Regions from separate parts of the Anser cygnoides genome. Here region 2 is linked to region 1. A link is a contact called in public Hi-C data. All regions are on one chromosome and are shown on one strand. The core of a region is the stretch at or near the end of the contact, and the rest is flanking DNA. Distances in the headings are between cores, read along the strand shown. Region 1 overlaps REPS2 (RALBP1 associated Eps domain containing 2). Region 2 holds the start of RBBP7 (RB binding protein 7, chromatin remodeling factor).

Evidence for each region. Hi-C and Micro-C count contacts between places; a contact is called where the count stands out from the background.
Region 2: a contact with region 1 is called in a Hi-C map of fetal liver, with 2.1 times the contacts expected there. The contact joins the promoter of RBBP7 here to the enhancer-like site in region 1. A contact is called at or near these places in 5 of 7 Hi-C or Micro-C datasets (fetal liver, granulosa cells and liver).

Annotation. Positions count from the first base shown.
Region 1 is chr1:129,975,784-129,980,076 of Taihu_goose_T2T_genome, forward strand. It overlaps REPS2 (RALBP1 associated Eps domain containing 2), which reads right to left. Exons shown (of 17, transcript XM_066981470.1): 13 at 2,472-2,608. Among named protein-coding and RNA genes, the nearest start is that of REPS2, 61 kb to the right of the region's middle. Within about 2 kb of position 1,773, at least 1 of the 3 cell types and tissues checked has open chromatin away from gene starts, as enhancers often do. A contact at or near this core is called in fetal liver, where this site is marked.
Region 2 is chr1:130,073,432-130,077,724 of Taihu_goose_T2T_genome, forward strand. RBBP7 (RB binding protein 7, chromatin remodeling factor) reads left to right here and starts at 1,964. Exons shown (of 12, transcript XM_048066702.2): 1 at 1,964-2,121; 2 at 2,237-2,381; 3 at 4,264-4,293. The coding sequence starts at 2,106.

The DNA of each region.
Region 1 (4,293 bases), core at 523-3,022:
CCATCACATGATCTATATAATTGTATCTTCTGATTGCAGATGGAAACTATTCTAAATTCATGCTTTATACTGTCAGCAGAAACAAGAATACAGCTCGTTATTATACAAGTGTCAGCAATTTACTTGACACGAGCGTGCACACTCACTTGCTTTTCCAGGGCTCTTTGGTTTAAGGTGACAGCTCTCCATTTCTCTGCTCTCTTGCAAACTCTCTTTTTAGAAATTGCACCTCATTAGAGCATTTGGCTATTAAACAATGACCACCCCACAAGGAAGAACTGTCTTTAGGTGACAAAGGTATCTGAATACACGAAATGATGAGACTGGAACTTCTAATGAAAAGCAAGTCCAATAGGGAAAGAATGAAAAAAAAAAAGGGAGGTGGTGAAAACAAGAGAAGTAGAAGAAAATAAAGCAGATGTAGAAAGTCTTATTATCAATAGGATGTTACAGAATAACGAACATTCGGGGCTTCGTGATGGAAAAGAGCATGCTCACGTTTCTTCGTAGAATAAAGACCTGAAAATAGCACTTCCAATGCAGACATTTTTAATGAAACAAAAGCAAGGTAAATGCACCATGGTAGCTGGGGGTGCAGGGATGGCTTGATTTAATTCCTCCTCTTTCTGACGATGCAGACTTTGGACTGGAACCCTTATTAGTGGAAGGCTACAAATTGTTTAAGAAATTCTTCCTTAAATCCTCTAAGGCTACAAATTTCTCCTTATTCTTCCACAATGAGTATTTACATTTTTGATACAAAATATAAGAGCTCCATTAGAAGAGACTGAAAGAAGGCCACCCCAAACATTTAGCATTTCCACCAGGGCACATTCAAGAGACAGAAAATTGTAGGCCAACACCCTGCAGGCAAAGAAGGAAGCTGAACCTCTGGGAGACCTTTCACATTTCTGCAATTTGGTAGCACACAGTATTTCAGGTTTTGTCAACCTAGAGCCAATTCTCATTCCAGCTATGAATATCTGTAATTTTGAACTGAGTATGATGAATAGTTTTAGGGTAATGAAAGTACTTTTTCTTTTTTCCTGGTTCCCAAATGAGCAATTGCCTATCCCCTATTACTTGTCCCATTTCCAGTGATGAAGTACTACAAAATGGATCGATGAATTATCCTTTTTCTGTCACTCATATTTTATAACACTTTCACTTTGCTAAGTTGCCCAGAAGAATTTACTTTACATCAAAAGCAATGGTGACTTTCAAGAAGATCCATTTCAAAGCAAGATGTTACTTTTCATTCACAGAATGATTTCTTAGAAAATTTACATTCTCCTTTCATTCGTGTTCCAAGAGAAACTTAAATCCAAGTTTATTTCTTTCCAGTTATGCTTTTTATCTGGATTCTGAGAAGATTTGCTGCCTTAGGAAATGTGTACTTGGCTCCATTTGTTTTCTTTTTGATGTTGGTGGAATCAAAATTGGGGGCAATAGATCCCTGCACAGGAACCACAGTCAAAGATTGAGAATTGCTTCTCTGTGTAAGGAAAAAACAAAATTTGTTTATTCCTAGTGAGTTTCAGGGTTCAGCACATATAACAGGACTCTTGAATTCTGCCTGGTGTTTGACACAAAAGAATGTCTTATAAAGCAAGAGGTGAAACTCTTTCCTTTCAACTCCAACAACCACATAAGAGAACCCAGTTAAAACATTCCTTGACACAGTCAGACCTTGGCGTTCCTCTGAAGCATAAACATGACCATGTTTAACCTAGTCCTTGAATCAGATGATTGGTGTGCGCTGCACAAACCTCTGGCCTGGTTCAAGGACACTGGCAGAGCACAACAACGCTGGGTGCCTGCTATCCTGAACAAACAGCTCCTCTTTCCACCACTCGCTGTGCAACACAAAAGCAATGCTCCAACACTAAAGCACTGGAGAATGGTTTTCCTTCATTTCCCTCCAGCTAGTATTCTATATCTTTCTCTCCCCTCAACATGTACCCATGTCAAAAGAAATTTCCCTTTCTTTTTAGTCAAAGAATGGTTTCTGATTGCCCCCATGCATATGGAAGACTTTAACATCAAAAACGTTTGCGCACGACAAATTACACTTTCTCCCAGTTCAAACATTCAGGGTTTTCTTTCTGCTTCTGAACTACAAAAAATTAAATAGTAATAAAAATCAAATGTATTGTAGTTACTGATGAGAACTGTTTAAACAGCAAGACTAGTTATAAACAGTCAGTGATGACAGACTACCATATGTTAGGCTTCCTGTTATCGTGCCAGAAAACATTATAATCACCTTAATTATGGCAACAGAGTGATTTTTCTCCTCACTGGTGATATAATGCAATAAAGTGCAACTTCTTCTGTTCTACAGTATATTACTGTCTATAGCACAGACAAGCATATGCACATATTGTCAAGCATTCGTGCAAACAGATCAATTTGCCAAACATGCAATTAACCTAAATGGTCTCAAAAGAAGGAAAGAAAGCAAACTTTACCTTGTGTGTTTTGTTGAAATATTTTGTTCAGATCCAAAGAGGAAGCTCTGGAATGTGATTTCTGTGGCCTTGGAGGTGGAGTAGGGGGCTCTTCTCCCTTTTTCATGGCATCTTCTATTGATGTGCTAGAATAAGACCTAAGGAAGAAAAGATATAAAAGCAGAAAACACTTAATTTCAGAAATTCATCTTAAACAACTACAGTGAATAGTATCTAAAAATACACTGACCAGAACTCAAGTTCATGGTGGAAATCCCTCACCCTACTGACTAAAAGTTCCCCTTATAACACGGCAGATTTATTTGGCAACAGAGGGAACTAAGCATATGGGGAAATAAACGGGTCACACTTACAAGGCTAATGTTTTTTAAGGCCTTTTATACCACAGTTTCAGGCTCTTCTCGTGTAACTTTATCTGCCACTAGGATAATTGCAGCAACTATTCTGAATAAACGTGGGTAAAAAATAATTCTCTTTACAGCTTATGTTGCTTGCCTTTCACAACCGTGAGGGTAGTGTATATAGAGGTACAGCTTCAACTTGCCTCTTGCAAGTACACATTTTGTAAACTGTAATATTCTAACTACCAGAGTAAATTTTTCAGAGCAAACTGTCACCAAATTCCAAAAAAAAAAATCCAGAAAAACGGAGTGAATCCAAAGCAGCCCATACTGCTCAAGTACATATGTCAGTACACCTTTCTAGGCTGCTCCAGGTAAGTCCATATCATGCTAATCCCAGTGCAGCGCATTTGCTAAGAATTCTGATTTTGCTGAATAATGTCCAATATTTTTCAGCTGTTGCAGTTACCAGCTTTTTCTGCAAGACCGAGAGTTTTGTTCAAAATGAGCATTGACAACGTGAGATGTTATACTTACTGTAATACATTATGCATGGCAGGCAAGACCAAAAACACATTCGAGGAGAACAGAAATAACTCCCACTAATGGGAAACGGATCTTTTCTTGCCAAGCAGGCTGTTGTTAGAACACAGCTATTTAGCGGGACAGACATTTGGCAATGCTGATCCTATATTTCTGATGTAAACTTTAATAAATACAGGAGTGAAAGCTGCAATTGCTTCAAAATTTACATGTGACACAAAAACCTCTGCTGATGCTGAATTTTTCGGTCTTGGTGGAGCTTTGAATTCCATGGCCCTATCATTTAAGACCTAACCCAACCCCTCTGAAATAAATGGGAATGTTTTTTTGATGTTTTTTGTTTGCCTGTTTTTTACTTTCTTAAACTTTTATTTTCCATAATATGTGGTATATATTTTACTTGCCTTACAATTGCACAACCTAACAGTTTGATATATTTTTTTTTAAAGAAAGAATAAGACAATGTGTATGAGATAAAAATATGCCTGCTGCAGCAGTGCCAACACAGAGCTCTGTGACAGTGAATCGCTGCTTACAACAGACAGACCTGGGCACCTAAGAGTCAGCAGCTAAGAGTTTGCACAGCTCATGCTAGAGAGCCAGCCTCCTGAGCTGGGAGCTGTAAGAGACTCGAATCGTAGCCTCTGGTGGTAAGGCACGCATGAAGACAGACAGCCCTGAGGCTGTAGAGCCCTCCAGGCTGTGCCAGGCTGAAGGTCTGGGTGCAAGGATGTGCCTAGGGAACTTTAGCCCCAACTTCTGCATTGACACAGTGAGATATAGTCACATGTGAGACTGTCATGTGTGACACAGTAGTCACATTCAAGTGACTTTTTTCAAATGTTTAAGCAATGCTTACTATTTTATGCATTTTTTTTGCTTAAAATATATTTGTATGTGTCTTACATAAAATATTTTTATGTATTTTTTGCATACTT
Region 2 (4,293 bases), core at 714-3,213, 98 kb after region 1:
ACTTCAGTGAGAGCTAACAGAGGTCACTCGCAGCCAGGAAGCCCAACAGAGATTTCCTTTATCCCGTATCTGCGTTTTAAGTGATCAACACTCTGCAACAACACACAGACTCTGAAAGGCTCAGTCTTCACTCTAACATTTTAGGAAGGCCTCGGCACTTTGTAGGATTAGACACATACTTGGCAGCAAATACCAAAACAACGAGTAAGCGTTGCCAAAGTCAAGCTGGTAACACATCTTGCATGATCACGGCTCTGTGTCTGCGCTAACACATTCACCCATGCACTCCTATCTAGCAGATTAGCTTACAGCTTCCAGTTAACAACATTCACATTTTGAATATGCTATGCATGGTTTTAATTCCAGTTTCTGCAGGTATAAGAGGAAGACCAGTATATAGTTATTTAGCTTTTTCTCCTAAAGATTGCTCTTTTTCGACACCCCGGCCAAAAAGGCAGCGGTTCCTCACAGAAGGCTTCCTGTTGGGGAGGCTGGCTGCCTACCTCTGACTTCTTCCCCAATTCCCGTGCTGCAACCTCTGGCTGCTATTCCCAGCCTTGGTGCTCGCCAGCCTCCCCTAGGCATAAACATTTCCCATAACTGGGTTCCTTGTTTGAAGGACTGGAGCCCAGACGGTGGAAGGCTCAGCCCACGAAGACTGTCTTCACGGAGGGAAATTAAAAAACGCTGCTTCTTATTTGCCCATTTCCCCCTCTCCTGCTGCTGTCTCCGGCAGAGCACAGCAAGCTGCACTACAAAGCTGGTTTCAGTCGTGTGACTGTAAGACATACAATGGAAGAAAACCCGTGCAGCCTGGTGGCAACACGTCCCTTTGAATCCTCAGGGTGAGTTAGGATAACCTAGCTTGGTTCCCGACTGCCTCCATTTCCATCATTCAGCTGGAAAGTGTTATTATCTCTCTGGTTAAGGGTGACACCTATGGCAAGCACCGTTGATTCAAGCTGAATAGAAAGCAGTTAAATTAAATAGTCTTTTGGTTAGTAGCAGCCGAAACAAGAGGAGAGAACAGAACGGCTGTGTGGGCACCGCGGCAAAACCACAATTTTGACTTGTATGCGACAGCTTGAAAGAAGCTGTGCCACCACGGCAGTCCGACAGCACTACTGCCCCCATTTAAACAACAGAAGGACTTAAAGCTTCTGTAACGCCGAGTGACAACGGCACCGCCGGCTCCGCCACACGCCCCCTGCCGCTCCCCGCAGCCCGGTGTCACCGCGGTGCCCCCTGCCGCCCGCAGCCCCGCACGGCAGCCTGCAGCCGGCTTCGTGCCCGGAAGGTTTGCCTCTGCTCTTGCTGAGATCGTTTTTTAAACTAATGTTAATTTTTTTTTTTCCTTTCAATTCTAAGCCGTTGGGATTCCTGATTGTTGGAAAGCGTTTTTTAAATTTTTTGGTAGAAAGAGTGCGCTTGTTTTCATCTTCCTCTCGTCGACAGCACTGCCCCTCCTTCCTGAATTTACCCGCAGTCCCGTTCATGAAAACTTATAAATGTGACAATAAATAATAACACCGCTCCTGTCCCCCAGCGTCAACGTCCTGCGTGCAAGGGCTGAGGCCGCACGAGGTAAAACTGCCGCAGAGTGCCAGTAACGAGTAGGAGAGCTCAGAGGGGGGCCATGGCATGGCATCATGCTTGCTTTTCACCCACACCCGGGCGTTTCAGGGGTGTCATTTAGCACCTCTGCCAGCCTGATTTTATATTTTCTTTTTAACTTATCCCCCGCGAGGAATTTGAGCGCAAGTCAAACTTGGGTCACAAGAATTTGAGTCACGTTCATTAACAACAACAACAAATAAATAAATAAATAAAAGCCCTTAGCCAACACCGTCGGTGGATCTGTTCTCATTTATTTAAAGCCGCACAGTTTTTATTTAAAGCCCCACCTCCCTCCCCCCTCAGCCCTCCCCTCACAGCGCCACGGGCGCCGTTGGCGCCTCCCGCGCCCCGTTGGCTGAGGTGCCCGGGCGGCGGCGGCGCATGCGCGGGGTGGCAGCGGGCGGGCGGCGGCGGGAGCCGCGCGGGCTCCTCCATCGCCACCCTCCCCATCCGCTCCCCGGGCGACCGTTAACGGCCGCCAGCCCAAAATGGCGGGCAAGGAAGGTAGGGGCCGGGCGGGCGGGGGGCACGGGCGGCATCCCTGAGGAGATTGGGGAGGGGGGGGCGGAAGGCTGCCGGCCCCCGGCTCAGCCCCTGCCTCCTCTCCCCCCGCTCGTAGCGCTGGAGGACACGGTGGAGGAGCGCGTCATCAGCGAGGAGTACAAGATCTGGAAGAAGAACACGCCGTTCCTGTACGACCTGGTGATGACACACGCGCTCGAGTGGCCCAGCCTCACCGTGCAGTGGCTGCCTGACGTGACCAGGTGAGGGGACGGGGCGCTGAGACCCCCCGCAAGGCGCCCGGCCCTGGGGTTGTTTGTTGGCCCTGCGGCTTCTGGCGCCGTTAGCCGTGCCTGCCCGAGGGTAAAACCGCGGGAGGTTTGGTAAAAAAACAACCATCGCTTGCTTTGGACTCCTCCTTGGGAGCCTGTCGTAGTTTATTGTGTTTACAGGGGTCAAGACCCTTTGGGTATGCGGAAGCTTTGAGGAAGAAACTCATAATTTGATACTCTAGGGAATGCTGTCTTAGCAAAACTAAAGACCTCTAGAGATGTGAGGGGATAAATCTTTACCACTTTATGGATAGGAGACAACAGTCTTCTATAGCGAATTCTCCTCAGAAAATGAAGAAACAAACTCAACTTCTTGAAGATTGTTTTTCTTAATTTGCACCACAAATTATTCTGTAGAAGCCGTATCATCTGTCTCTGTTTTCTTGTTTGTTTTGTTGTTGTTGTTCCCAGTTTGAGCTTATTTAAGGGGTTATTGTTCTAGTAAGGCTGATGTTTGTGCCTGGCTTGCTGTTACTTCTGGTATTTTAATTTTCCCATTTTTCCACCTCCCTCTGAAAGTTGTATGCTCGCCAGTTAATTTCTTAAAGAGTTTTGGAGATGAACATAGATTCTGTTCGTGCATCAGCTAGTACAGAGTTTCAGTTGTCAAAGTACCCACTCAGGACTCCAGCTGCTGTAAACTGGATACAGCCAAGTTTTCAGTTATCTTACATGTAAAGTTCGTGGGATAGTTGGAGAATGGTCACTTCCCGCTCTAAAATTCCACTTTACATAAATGTTTTACTTAGTGGCTAGATAACCAGTTTTGCATACCAGAATGTTTGGGGGAAGATGTTAAGAGATGCGAGCTAACTAGTCATGGCGTGGAGAAAATGGAGTGGGGATTTGAGGGTGTGGAGCCCTTATGAGGAACACTTCTGCTTGCCTCGTGTTTTGCAGATTGACTTAATGTTCAGTTTAAAACCTGGTATTTCCAATTATCCAGTGTCAAAATATGTAAGCCATTTAAGGCAAGGACTGTCTCTTTGTATGGCACCTGACATGATGGGACACCTGTTCCTGATGCAAGTAAGTGTGCGTGCATTCTGTGTGCATTTCTTCTTTGCTGTCAAAATGTATGTGTTGCATTACACCGCCTTGGAAGCGGTGTAACAATACCTACGGTGGTTTATGATTGCTTAAATGACTCCTGCTTGCTTGGATTTAGACAGCCTAATTGTTTTTTTTTTTGCTTTCAAGATTGCAGAAGCTGCTTGTTCTTGACTGTTCAAATCTTTCCTTTCAGAAACAAATGACACTGCTCCTCCAGCCTCTTACTGATTACCAAATATTGCATTTAACTGCCAGAAGAGGAGTTTGATTCTGGTTAGGCAGGTTTAGTTTAAAAACAAGCATCTGAAAACTCTAATAAAATAGTAACCAGTAAAAGCTTATAAAAGAAGTAACTAAAATATGTTGCCACTTTTCTCAGTATGTGTGTCTTATAGAACGTAGCATCAATGGCTTTCTAAATCAATACTGTGCAATTGCTAGGAGAATTAAAGATAGAAATACGTATTAGTATCACCCTGTAGCTACTGTGCAAATTTCAGTTGTCCCATTCAAGTAACAGTGGCAGTTCTTACTGACTTGTATTGTCACGCTGGGCTAGCTGGCTGTATCACTGGATTGCCTGTGTCAGAGTCCACTCTACTGCACAAGTCGGTTGTGACAAAGTAAAGGATCTCTTACGTGAGTCTGTCTTTTTTTAGCTCCCCGAAGAAGTTTGGATCTTGAGTGCTATTGATGCTAGCTCTCTAGATTCCAGAACTAAGCATGTAACTTTATTCCATTAATTTATTATTCCAAACAGGCCAGAAGGAAAGGATTACGCGCTGCACTG